Linked DNA regions of Sus scrofa: region 2 is linked to region 1. A link is a contact called in public Hi-C data. All regions are on one chromosome and are shown on one strand. Each heading gives the region's core, a stretch centred on a gene start, on an enhancer-like site or on the middle of the called end of the contact. The rest is flanking DNA. Distances are from core to core; before and after follow the strand shown.

Region 1 (6,223 bases), core at 2,282-4,781:
TAAAATAAAATAAAATAAAAGGGGTCTGGGACCCCTTACAACACAGATCGGGGAGGGGTTGCCCCATTGTAAGCAATTCTCCGTGAGACCAGCTGGACATTCTACAGTTTAACTGAGTTCTGATCCTGTCTACCTGGAGAGGGTGTCAGAGCCACAAGATGCGTCACAAGGAGCAGGTCCCCAGGCGGCCCACAGCTCTGTCCGACTTGGGCGCCAGTCAGAGGTTGCAGTGACCCCCCTCCTCAGGCGGCTGGCGCGGCTCACGGACCTCAGGAAGGCATCTGTAACATTCGTATGTGATCAAGGACACAGGGGCGCAGCCAGGTGGGGGAGGTGCACAGGGCAAGGTGTGGGAGGGTCCTGGGAGCAGGCGCCTCTGTCCCCGTGGACGTGGGGCGGCCCCGCTGGTGGGGATGTTTGCCAACCTGGAGGCTTCCTCTCACAGGCCTGAAGGACCATCAGCTCCATCCCAGCCCCTCTCACTTCTCAGAGAGAATAGGAGTTAGGGCTGAAAGGTCCAAGCTTTCTTCTGATGGCCCCGTCCAGGAGCCCACCCCGAGTCGCTTGGTTGGGACAAAAGACACGTAGAGCCCAGCAAATCACAAGGGTTTCAGGAGCTCTGTGCCGGGAACCGCGAGGCAGAGACCAAATACATAGATTTCTTCTTATAAATCGCGGTCTCACACTGTTCTCTGCTTTCTGCTTTCCACCCACCTCTTTTCTGGGGGGACCAGCGGCTGGGCAGGCCGAGAGCAGGGACGGGGGATGTTTTCCCGTCCTTTGGAGGCTGGCCAGGTTGGAGGTGTTCAGTCCAAATCAGCTGTCTGTCCCTGACCCTCTGTGTCCCCTCAGACGCCTGTGACATTGCCTTCGACCCGGACACGGCACACAGGTACCTCCGGCTGCAGGAGGACAACCGCAAGGTCACCAACACCGCGCCCTGGGAGCACCCCTACCCCGACCTCCCCAGCAGGTTCACGCACTGGCGGCAGGTGCTGGCCCAGCAGAGCCTGTACCTGCACAGGTACTACTTCGAGCTGGAGCTCTCCGGGGCCGGCGTCTACGTAGGCCTGACGTGCAAAGGCATCGACCGGAAGGGCGAGGAACGCAACAGCTGCATTTCTGGAAACAGCTTCTCCTGGAGCCTCCACTGGGACGGGAAGGCGTTCAGGGCCTGGCACAGCGACACGGAGACCCCGCTCAAGGCCAGCCCTTGCCGGAGGCTGGGGGTCTACGTGGACTCTCCGGGCGGGGTCCTCTCCTTCTACGGCGTGGAGCCCGATGCCATGACTCTGGTGCACAGGTTTGACTGCAGGTTCTCGGAGCCCGTCTACCCCGCCTTCTGGCTTTCCAAGAAGGAGGACGCCATCCGGATTGTGGATCTGGGAGAGGAACTGGGAAAGCCGGCGCCCACCTCAGTGGAGGCTGCTCCCTAGAGGCCGGAATCCGCTTCCCGCAGATGGGACGGCAGCCTGGTCCAAGGGGGGTCCCTGCCAGTGGGAGCTGCCTTAGAAGTCGCGCGGGAAGGGTCTCTGGCTGCCACACGGCGCTCTTCTCCACGGTCGCAGCCTCCGCAGGCCCTCCGCCCCCTCCTCGTCTTCTAGCGACACTCTCCAGTCTGCTCAGGTGGACGCGCGCTGAGCCCGGAGTTGGTCACCAGGAATCCTCAGAGCGATCAAAAAGCCTGCGGAGGACTCACCAACTTTATCGCGTCCTCCCCGTGTCCCAGACACTGTCCTGAGGGCTTTCTGGGCATCACCCCTCCCTCCTGTGACCCCAACAGCAGCCCCGTTTAGCAGCTGGGGAAGCTGGGGTCCTCGGGGTTTAGGGAGCTTGCTCGAGGTCACAGTGGTCACATGGGGAGGGGCCGAGCTGGGATTCAAACCTGGGAGGGCTGACCTTGAACTTCTCTGCTGCCTTCCCCCTTAGATCAGGGGTGTCGTGTGGAGAATAAACCGCTTCATGAATGGAGTGTCTCTCGGCCTCGTTCTCTTTGCAACCCCACCCCCCCCGCCCCGCTCCCCGTCTGAGACGTGCAGAGGCTGAGCGGCAGCTCATCCGATTTGGGGACAGCGAGGACTCTTAAGAATGTCTCAGCGAGGTCCGTGTCTCAGTCCCCCGACCTCTCGGGGCGGTGCTCGCTCTTCTCTGGAGCCGCCTTGTGATGGGGACACATCTGGTGCCTCGTTCCAAGAGCAGCTCCTCACGCGTCCCCCGGGAAGCTTGGTTTCGCACCACATGTCCCGTGTTCCTGTGTGGTGTCCAGCCCTTCCGCCCCCTGATCAGGTCACTCTCCTTTCGACAGTCGCCTGCCTAAGATGAATGATGAACATGCACCAGTGCAGTTCCCTCCTGGCTCAGCGGTTAAGGATCCTGCGTTGTCACTGCTGTGGTTCTGGTTACAGCCGTGATGCAGACTTGATACCTGGCCTGGGAACTTGCGCATTCCCAGGGCACAGCCAAAACCTCTGAAAAGCGGAAAGGAGAGGACAAGAAACCCTCTGTACTCTGCCCCCCCACCAATTATTTGCATTTTTTGACATGTGCTCCCTCTGTGTTTATATACACGTTCATACAGTGTGTGTGTGTGTGTGTGTGTGTGTGTGTGTGTGTGTGTGTGTGAGAGAGAGAGAGAGAGAATGTTTTTCTGGTGGAACCTCTTGAGAACTGAGACATGCAGGCGCCTCTGAATATGTCAGCATCTAGGAATGTTTGCAGACTGTTTGCTGTGGACTCCAGGTTCTCCGAAGCAGCTGCTGATACAAATTTTGTGGAGTTTGGGAGTTCCCGTCATGGCTCAGTGGAAATCTGTCTAGCGTCCACGAGGACGTAAGTTCGATCCCTGGCCTCACTCAGTGGTTTAAGGATCTGGCGTTGCTGTGGCTGTGGTGTAGGCCAGCAGCTGCAGCTCCGATGGGACCCCTAGCCTGGGAACCTCCATATGCCATGGCCCTAAAAAGCAAAAATAAATAAATAAAAAAATAAATTGTGGAGTTAGAAGTTGGACAGTGCCTGTCATCTTTGGCCGCGGTGTCAAGGTTTTGTCTTCAGAATAGCCCCGTTGCTCTCAGTGACGCCCTGCTGCCCAGGTAACTTTGGAACATACGCGCGTCTGCTCGTAGACTTTCACTGTGTCTGTGCTCCACACGGCATTTCTGCAGATGACGTGACTTACGAACAGGCCTTTGGTCTCAAAAATGTTAGGAAGCCCAGTGGTCTCCTTCCGGGTCATCGGTGACAGCGGGGCCTTCTGTTGGGGACGCCCAGGGCCACGTACGCTCCCAGCTTTGTCTGTAATGGCCCAGTCATGACTCCTGGGGGAGCACAGGCCAGGGCTAAAGATCTCACAAAACAGATAAGTCATTTTCACGTCTTTTTTCTTTTCAAAACTACACACTTTGTTTTCTTCCCCGTGCCTTTCAGTGTACATACATGTGCCCTATAAACTCGGTACTGGACATTGATGATCGGCTGCCCCAAATAAGGATCCCAACGACAATGAGACTTTTCAATAATGTACAGATCCATTTTATCTTATTTTATTTTATGCTTTGAAAAATTGTATTATAGTTGATTCATAGTGTTCTGTCAATTTCTGCTGTAAAGTGACCTATTTATACAGACACATACATTCTGTTTCTCACATTATCCTCCATCGTGTTCCATCACAAGTGATTAAATACAGTTCCCTGTGCTATACCGCAGGATCTCATGGCTTCTCCAGTCCCAATGCAATAGTCTGCATCTACTGCCCCCAAACTCCCCGTCCATCCCACTCCCTCCCCCTCCCCCTTGGCAACCGCAAGTCTGTTCTCCACGTCCATGAGTTTGCTTCTTTTCTGTGGAAAGGTTCATTTGTGCCGTATATTAGATTCCAGATATGAGTGATATCAAATGGTATTTGTCTTCCTCTTTCTGACTTGCTTCACTGAGTATGAGAGTCTCTAGTTCCATCCACCTTGCTGCAATTTTATTGTATTTTTGACCACGCCGGTAGCATGTAGAAGTTCCCAGGCCCCAGGGATTGACCCCGAGCCACAGTAGTGACCCAAGCCACAGCAATGACGACGCTGAATCCTTAACCTCTGGGCTACCAGGGAACTCCCAGTAGTTACCATTTCTCGAGGCTAAATGTGTGCCAGGCAAGCTTTTAAGTGCTTGGCATAGTACACCTCATTTAACCCTCACACAGACTCTGTGAAGTGGAAACTGCTGTTGTCTCCATTTTGCAGACAAGAGACTGAAGCATAAAGGGTTAAGGAATGTGTCTGTGTTCATGGAGCCAGTCCGCAGCTGCGCCGGGGTCTAAACCCAGGAGTCTGGCCCCAGGCCCCACACTCTTCACGCCTCAGCTGTGCTGCTTCCAGTGCTCCTGCGTCGACGTGTTGTTGAGGCTGGAAGACCGTCTCAGGTCCAGGGACAGTTTTCCACTGCAGCGGTTTCTGGCTGGTACTCTGAAGCAGTCAAGTAACAGGTATGTGTGAAACATTTGTGTTTTCACTTTGACAATGAGTTAAGAAGATGACTGTTTATAGTTTACATTTTCAGGAGCACTATAACCCAACAGCTAGAAAACAAAGCTCCCGTCTAATTTTATACTCACAAATATTTAAAAGTCATTAACAACAATCTAAGTTCAACCCCAGGCTCCACAGTATTCGTTCCCCCTAATTTCAAAGGGGTCCAGAAGTTCCCTCATGGCTCAGCAGGTTAAGGATCCGGTGTTGTGACTGCTGTGGCTTGGGTCACTGCTGTGGCGTGGGGTCGACCCCTGGCCCAGGAACTTCCGCATGCTACAGGAGCAGCCAAAATAAAATAAAAGGGGTCCGTACATTATTTTAATTTGACTCTGTTCCTGTGGTTCTAGAAACGGGATGACCAGCTCTTTCAGAATATACAGCAACCGCCTTCCCCCTGCACAGCTCCAGGCTTAGGAGATTTACGGTAAAGCCATGTTTCCTAGGAGGTCAGTACAGAAAGCCAGACTCAACCGGCAGTTTCTGGGAGAGAGAAGCTCTCCATCCATCGCAGCAGTTTCCTTTTCCTTTGGGAGATGTTTATGTCAGAAAAGGCTCCGTCGGGATCTTTATCAGCCTCTCCTGTTCCCCTGGGGTTTGGTGGCATCGACAACGGACAAGGTTAAAATGAGCTGGTCATCTCAGGACCATGGAGAACCTGGAGTTGCGGCTCAAGAATGCCCCCTACTTCCGATGCGAGAGGGGGGACGACTCTGTCCCCGTGTGCCGGAAGTGTGAGACGTGTGTCCTGGCCTGGAAGGTCTTCTCCACCAAAGAGTGGTTCCGAAGGGTGGGCGAGTCATCGCAGACGAGGTTCCTGGTCAGCGTCCTGGTGCAGCTGGACAGCTTGTACCTGCTACACTACTTTCAAAACATCCTCCAGACCACTCAGGGGAAGGACTTCGTCTACCACCGGTCCCGGGTCAACCTCAGCAACCAGGAGGGGCGCATGGCCAAGTTCTCCTTGAACCAAAGGCTGGATAAGACGGTGGAACAGAAGATGCGGGAGCTTTTGTGCTGGTTTGGGAACAGCACTCACCAGATGAAGGTGAATTACACACTCTTGCTGATGCAGATGTGCCAGCCCAAGTTACTGCTCACCGCCGCCTCCGTCATCCGCGTCCTGTTTCAGAGAGAGTGGAGCAGCGTCTCAGGTAGGCAGGGGCGCAGGGAGAGACTGGAGGGCCCAAGGACCAGGAGTCCAGACCCCAGGGCTGCGAAGGAGCGGGAGGGGTGGACAAGTTCAGGTCGACGGGGATTTGGGGGTGTTCCAGATTGCAGAACAGAGGCCTTTGTCGGGACGCCCGATCCCACTGACCAAAGCAGAAGCTGCCGAGTGTGACTTCCTAACAGAAAATCGTAAAAGGCAGAAGGAACTTTTAACTGTCCAGCGTTTGGAAGGGATTTCTGCATCCCTTAGGCTCAGAGGTGGCTGGTCCACACCTCTGCTTCTCACTGCTGGTGCGGTTCCTGCCTTGGTTGGGGGGAGGTGTTGTTGAAGTGGGTTTGGGAGGGAGGTAAGCGTATTAGGCGGAACTGTTTTGCCCTTTAGTTTGTCCTGCCTGGAAACCAAGCTGAAAGGTCAAACCCAAGGCTTTTCCTCATTCACTCCACCGTATTTCTTGCTTGCACATAAAATCTAACCTCGAAGTTGAATTTATCCGAGACTGGAGGTAGCAAAAGGGCCCAATAGGGCTGGGCAGTGG
Region 2 (6,145 bases), core at 2,446-4,945, 40 kb before region 1:
CTCAGTACTTTTCCTGGAATGACCAGAAGGGAAGATATAAACCCAAATTAGTTAGAGGCCAGCCTGCACTAGAAGAAAAGTATGCTTGAGAGCAAAACCCACGAGACAAAAGAAAAGGTCAGTGATTTGGAATGGATAAGCCATGAGATCCTGCTCTATAGCACTGGGAACTATATCTAGCCGCTTGTGATGGAGCATGATGGAGGATAATGTGAGAGAAAGAATGTATATATGTATGTGTAACTGGGTCACTCTGCTGTACAGTAGAAAATGGACAGAACACGGTAAACCAACTATAAAAGAAAAAAATCATTATTAAAAAAAGAAAAGATCAGTGAAACACAGAGAATAGGGTGTGTGTGTGTATGTGTGTGTGTGTTTTAGGGCTACACCTGTGGCCTATTGAAGTTCCCATGCTAGGGGTCAAATCGGACCTGCAGCTGCCAGCCTAAACCACAGCCACAGCAACTCAGGATCCAAGCCATGTCTTCGACCCACACCACAGCTCATGGCAATGCAGGATCCTTAACCACTAAGCAAGGCCAGGGATCGAACCCACATCCTCATGGATACTAGTCAGATTTGCTGTGCCACAAAGGGAACTCCAAGAATAGTTGTTTTTTTTGTTTTTGTTTTTTGTTTTTTTTGGTCTTTTGTCTTTTCTAGGGCAGCACCCGCAGCATATGGAGGTTCCCAGACTAGGGGTCTAACCGGAACTATAGCCGCCAACCTACACCATAGCCACAGCAAATCAGGATCTGAGCTGCATCTGCGACCTACAACCACAGCTCACAGCAATGCCGGATCTTTAGCCCACTGAGCAAGGCCAGGGATCGAACCCATAACCTCATGGTTCCTAGCTGGATTCGTTAACCACTGAGCCATGACGGGAACTCCCCAAGAATATGTCTTAATGTCACTGCTTGAACACAATCTTAGCCAGACCCGGATTTTTCATTAGTCAGTAAATATGGCTTTTTGCTTTCAGTTTGAATCCTGTTTTCATCAGCTGCAACTTAATGCTTCTTGACTAAGAAAGTCTCCAATATTAATAATGTAAGGCATTCGAAAAACCAATGGAGGCAAGCAAGTATATAAGGATCTTGAGAAATTGTTTTTACATACCATAGCAATGTGCAATGCCCACTTTTTACACTTTGGAGTCACATAGCAAATTGAGGAATCCCTGGGTTGTAGTATATGACACATCATGGGTGGTTTTCCTCCTACCCAACTGCATTTAATAAAAATTTTCAGATACACAAAAAGTTGAAAGACTAACACACTATTCACTGATATACTACAACTACCACTTAAATTTGACAATTCTTAATATTTGCCCTTGGAGAAGAGGGAAATTGGAAAGTAAGCTGCAGACTTGATAACAGTTCATTTCTAATATAGATGAGCATTCATCATCTATTTTTGTATGTTCATAACTCATTCCAGGACTTAAGGTGCTTTTTTTTTTTCTTTTTCTTTTTCTTTTTAGGCCAGCAGTATATGGAAGTTCTTGGGCTAGGGGTCTAATAAGAGCTGCAGCTGCCGGCCTATACCACAGGCACAGCAATGCCAGATCCAAACCCCATCTGCAAGGTCTATGCTGCAGTTCAGTAGCAACGCCGGATCCTTAATCCACTGAGCAGGATGAGGGATCAAACCCCATCCTCATGAATACCAGTTGGGTTCTTAACAACAGGAACTCCAAGGTGCTTTCTTAAATTTCCACTTAACAGTCATGTGTCACATAGTGGAACATACAGTTTAAGAGGTATGTGCCCTGCTGTCTTTTAAAACAGTTTCCCAAATTACTAAGCACAGAAATTAGCTAGTAGGTGATGCTCCTTCCAGGCTTGCGGAGTGACAATAAATATTGGATGGAGAGGATACCACGAGGAAGTACAAAACACTTTCCACGGAGTCTATTAGCCACTCAAGTCATCTCTTAGAATTAGAACTCTGTTCTCTAGATGGGCTCTAGCAGACACAGAAATGCCACATCAGAAAGTGGGGAGTGCGTCTGTACTCTGAGAAATACAGTGCCATTTCAATACTAGCTCACCTGGGATCTGGCAGTAAGGCGAAGGGCTGCCACTTCTCCCTCTTCTGTGCTCTTCTCTTGGGAAAATGGAGAATCCTGGGAAGACAGAGCTAAGGGCAAGAAAGCAGAAAGGAGGCGGCCTAGATCTATCTTGTGATTCAGATTTACAAGTTTAAACTTCCCGCCACCCTACTAATGATGCTCTCTACAAACGCTTCTGCTGAAGGGAGCCAGAAACAACCCAGCATGTTGCTACCTGAGGCTTCAATTCACTCAGTGGCAGCACTGTGACACATCCAGGAAGATGGCATTCTCTGGTCTGGAAATTAAAATAAGTTTTTTTTTTTTTTTCCCGAGCTTAATCTAGATTAAATTAATATGGGAAAAAGAGGCTCCATGCTTTTGAAAAATTAACCTAAAAATTTTTGGTTAAAACCTTCAGGCTTATGTTAAAGGTAAATCGCTGGATCTCACCCCCAAATAATTATCACTGTTGAGACTGGGGTACGATTTACAAACTGAACAAGTATGGGAGGGGGCGGGGTGTGGATTCTGATACAGGAGGTCGCAGACCAAACTTCAAGAAACACTGGCTAGAAGAACTGGAAGTCAGTCATTGACTCCGATGCCTATTTTCTCTGAGATAAGACAAAAATTTCTGCTCTACTGAAACCAAAGGGTTTTTGTGCAAAGTGGAACGACAAGTGTGTTAAATACTTCTGCCAACCCATAAAGCTAAACTTTCAGACCCATTGATGAGACCAGGATACGTATAATCATCACGGAGGAAGAAGGTGTGAGAGGAGGTGTGAGGCTACGCTCAAGCCTCAGAAGCTAACATTTCGCTCACATTTGGGGGGAGGCTTTGGAGGGCCACTGTGCACCAGCTGGAGTGGAAGAGGGGTGAGCCCACACCAAGCCGTCCACTCTCACTCACCCGTCCATCCCCAGACAAAGGAGCCGGACAGCTCTGACTCCCGCGCCCGAGGAAGGCTGTGGCCCTGCCCCCAGCGCAAGTTCAACACCAGCCCCCTCACCTCTCTTCCCGGGCATTTCGGTCTCCATGGTTACCACCTCCTCCTGGCCGCGAAGGTTCTGCTCTCCCGCCAGGGCCGACCTCTCAGGGAAGAAGCGTGGAAGCCCCGAGGCCCCGCGTTCCTTCTTCCCGCCTCCCCTCTGGGGGCTCCTCCAAAAGGCTTCGTTCCGTCCCGAACCGGTTCGGCCCTGCGAACCTGGCACCTGGAATCCCAGGACAGCATCCCTGAGGCCAGGAGCCTCTGCTCGCAGCTGCCCGGGGACCGCGCGGCCGGAGAGGGCAGCGCTCGAGCCGCCGCCGAAGGGCGGGCGCGCAGACCAAGCCCCCAGCCCGCCGAGCCCGCCGCCCCGCGCTCGCACCCGCGCCCGGGGGCCTCGTGCCTGCCCTCGACGCTCCTTGCTCCGGCGCGCACTCTACCAGGCGGGACGCAGACTGACGCCCCGGGGGCCACCGCCGGGGCCGGGCGAAAAGAGTGGCACCTGAGCGACAACTCACCTCCTACCACGGGCCTGACAAAGGCTACGAACTTCTCGGGCCACCGGAGTCACGCATGCGCGAGATCGGGGGCAAGGCTGGCGAACCTCCACCGGCCCGGGAACTACGATTCCCAGAACCCCCCGGGCGTGGCCGGACTCCGCTCCCCTGCAGGTGGGTGCGAGCGTGGCGCGGTTGGGGATACCGAGAGCCGTGGTCTCTCTCTATCGCGAGAGTAGCGGGCGCTCGGCCCGCGCAGGATGCCGCGCACTTAGGAGAGCGGGAAGCGTGCTTTTGCTGGGCCCGCGCTCCGTCTGCACGTGGGGCTACTGAACCGCACCCCGCAAATCACTACGGTGTAAACTGTGTTAGACCCCAGACTCAAACTTTGCTTTCAAACAGTGCGAAAGGTGTAATTTGCAGAGCGGTGTTCAGCGTCCCTAGGCCACTCGGAATTCTGAAAATTCACACACGAGATAGGTGAGTTGTAAAGATTCAACCAGTTGCAACAAATGTGAGGAACACGTTCTTACAAGCAGAAAAGTTAAGTTTATCAAAAGAGATGTTCTCTCAAGGGAGCGTGGTTGGTTAGTCCGTAATTTTGTTATGGGACAAATCTACCCACCTCAAACTTAAAATGTCTGAATTGCCCCATCGCTCCTCGGAATAGTATCGCTGCTCACAAACCCATTGAAAAAGCCAAAACCAGAATATCCTCAACACTCACTGTTTATCACCAAGCCCTGTATATTTTCTTTCCTTCCTTCCTTCCTTCCTCTTTCTTTCTTTCTTTCTTTCTTTCTTTCTTTCTTTCTTTCTTTCTTTCTCTTCCTTCCTTTCTTTCTTTTCCTTCCTTCTTTTCTTTCTTTCAATTTCTTTCTTTCAATTTCTTTTTCTTTCAATTTCTTTCTTTCAATTTCTTTCTTTCTGTTTTTTTTCGGGGTTGAGGGGGTGCAAGGGCGGCACATGGAAGTTTCCGGGCTAGGGGTGTAATTCGATCTACAGCTGCCAGCCTACGACTCAGCAACTTCCATATCCAGTGACCTACACCACGGTTCATGGCAACACTGGATCCTTGACCCACTGCGTGAGGGCAGGGATCGAACCCGCATCCTAATGGATACCAGTAGGATTCGTTTCCACTGAGCCACAACAGAAACTCCCCTTACATATTTTATTTCTTGACTTTTCAATTTGTCCATCTTTCTTTTTTCCCCACCAGCATTATTTTAGTTCTAGTGTTGCGGAAATATCGATTGCCTCTGTACAGCCATGCGATAGAAACTCTGAGACAGAGTTTGAGGAAACGAAAAAAGTAGTTTTAATTGCTAGGCAAAGAGGGGAACACGGCAGGCTGGTGCGTCAAGGACTGTGCCCCACCCTTGGAGGGGGTAGTGAGGAGTCTTAAACTGTTTGAGGAGCTGGGAGGGATCAGCTCCTGGACATTTTCCTGATGGGTGGGTGGTGAGGTCCCAGGGAGTCCGTGTCCTCAACCTTCTGGTTCCAGCTGGTCTGCGATCTACATGCTAATGGGCAGCACACAGTTGATGTCTTCCTCTTGGTGGGGCTTCAGCACCTACAGCTCCAAGGACATGGCTCAGAATATTTGTTACGGTTCTTGAAGAAGTAATTAAAGGTCCTTGACTTTGTTGAATGGCTAAACTGTTATTCTGTCTTGCTAGACTATTTTCCTTTTTCTCTGTATTTTCTTCTCTGATTAAATTGTTTAAAGTTTTTCTATAGCTAAAAAGGCAGGTGGGGGGCATGAGTAGGGTCCACTCTGGGAAGGCTTTGCAGGGTCCTGCTGGGTTACACTAGCTGCTAACATTTCACTAGGATGGTAGTACCAGCCTTATAACTGATTTCTCTAACTTCCCACCAACTTTTTTGGCCGCATTTCTGGCTGGCGATCATTCTAAAGCAAGAACGCGATGTTACTTTAGTGCTTAAGACCCTTCAATGGCTTTCAAAAACTTTGAGGCAAGGCGATTTTTAATTCCTTCAAGAAAGCACCCCTTTCTTCCCATCATCTGAGCCTCTTGTTAGTCACACCTTTGTGTAATTCCCTCCCTCCCCTTAAGTGTACTTAGGACTTGTGACTCACTTTTAACCGAGGAAAACAACAACGATGACATGATTCTAATGCTTGTTTTGCTACTCCTAGCAAAACGGTGAAGCAAGTACGATGTTGGAGAATCTGTGTAACAAGGGACTGTCAGCCAGCAAGGACCTAACGCCTGCTGACCACCCCCAGGTGGTTGGAAGTGGATCATTCCTCAGAAAGTCTTGACATGAGAACTCGGCCCTGGCCAACCCCTTGACAGCCAGCTGCAAAGGACTCAGCCAAGCTGTGCCTAGGCCGTCACCCACAGACACCGTGAGATCCTGAGTGGATGCCGTTTTGAGCTACTGGGTATGTGGTAATATTGTTATACAGAAAAGGATAATTAACATGACATCCTGACATAAATGGCTAGCTCCTTGTCCAAAACCCAACCTGAAACCTGGATGCCTCTGGAAGGAGGGAGGTTGTTGAATTGAGAAACTGTTGAAAAAATTGATTGGAAACCCTGGACAGATGGCTACAGTTGGTT

What was found. A called contact is a pair of places that touch in the nucleus more often than the background predicts.
Region 2: a contact with region 1 is called in a Hi-C map of embryonic fibroblasts, with 4 times the contacts expected there. The contact joins the promoter of ZNF286A here to the promoter of CDRT1 in region 1. A contact is called at or near these places in 1 of 5 promoter capture datasets (liver), 22 of 47 Hi-C or Micro-C datasets (adipose tissue, alveolar macrophages, brain and 14 more) and 1 of 2 datasets of contacts at active chromatin or transcription factors (skeletal muscle).

What each region holds. Positions count from the first base shown.
Region 1 is chr12:58,921,832-58,928,054 of Sscrofa11.1, reverse strand. It overlaps CDRT1 (CMT1A duplicated region transcript 1 protein), which reads left to right and starts at 3,531. Exons shown (of 14, transcript XM_021067906.1): 1 at 3,531-5,671. The coding sequence starts at 5,167. It overlaps TRIM16 (tripartite motif-containing protein 16), which reads left to right. Exons shown (of 6, transcript XM_021067910.1): 6 at 853-1,972. The coding sequence ends at 1,436.
Region 2 is chr12:58,961,963-58,968,107 of Sscrofa11.1, reverse strand. It overlaps ZNF286A (zinc finger protein 286A), which reads right to left and starts at 3,695. Exons shown (of 6, transcript XM_021067914.1): 1 at 3,573-3,695; 2 at 3,079-3,280.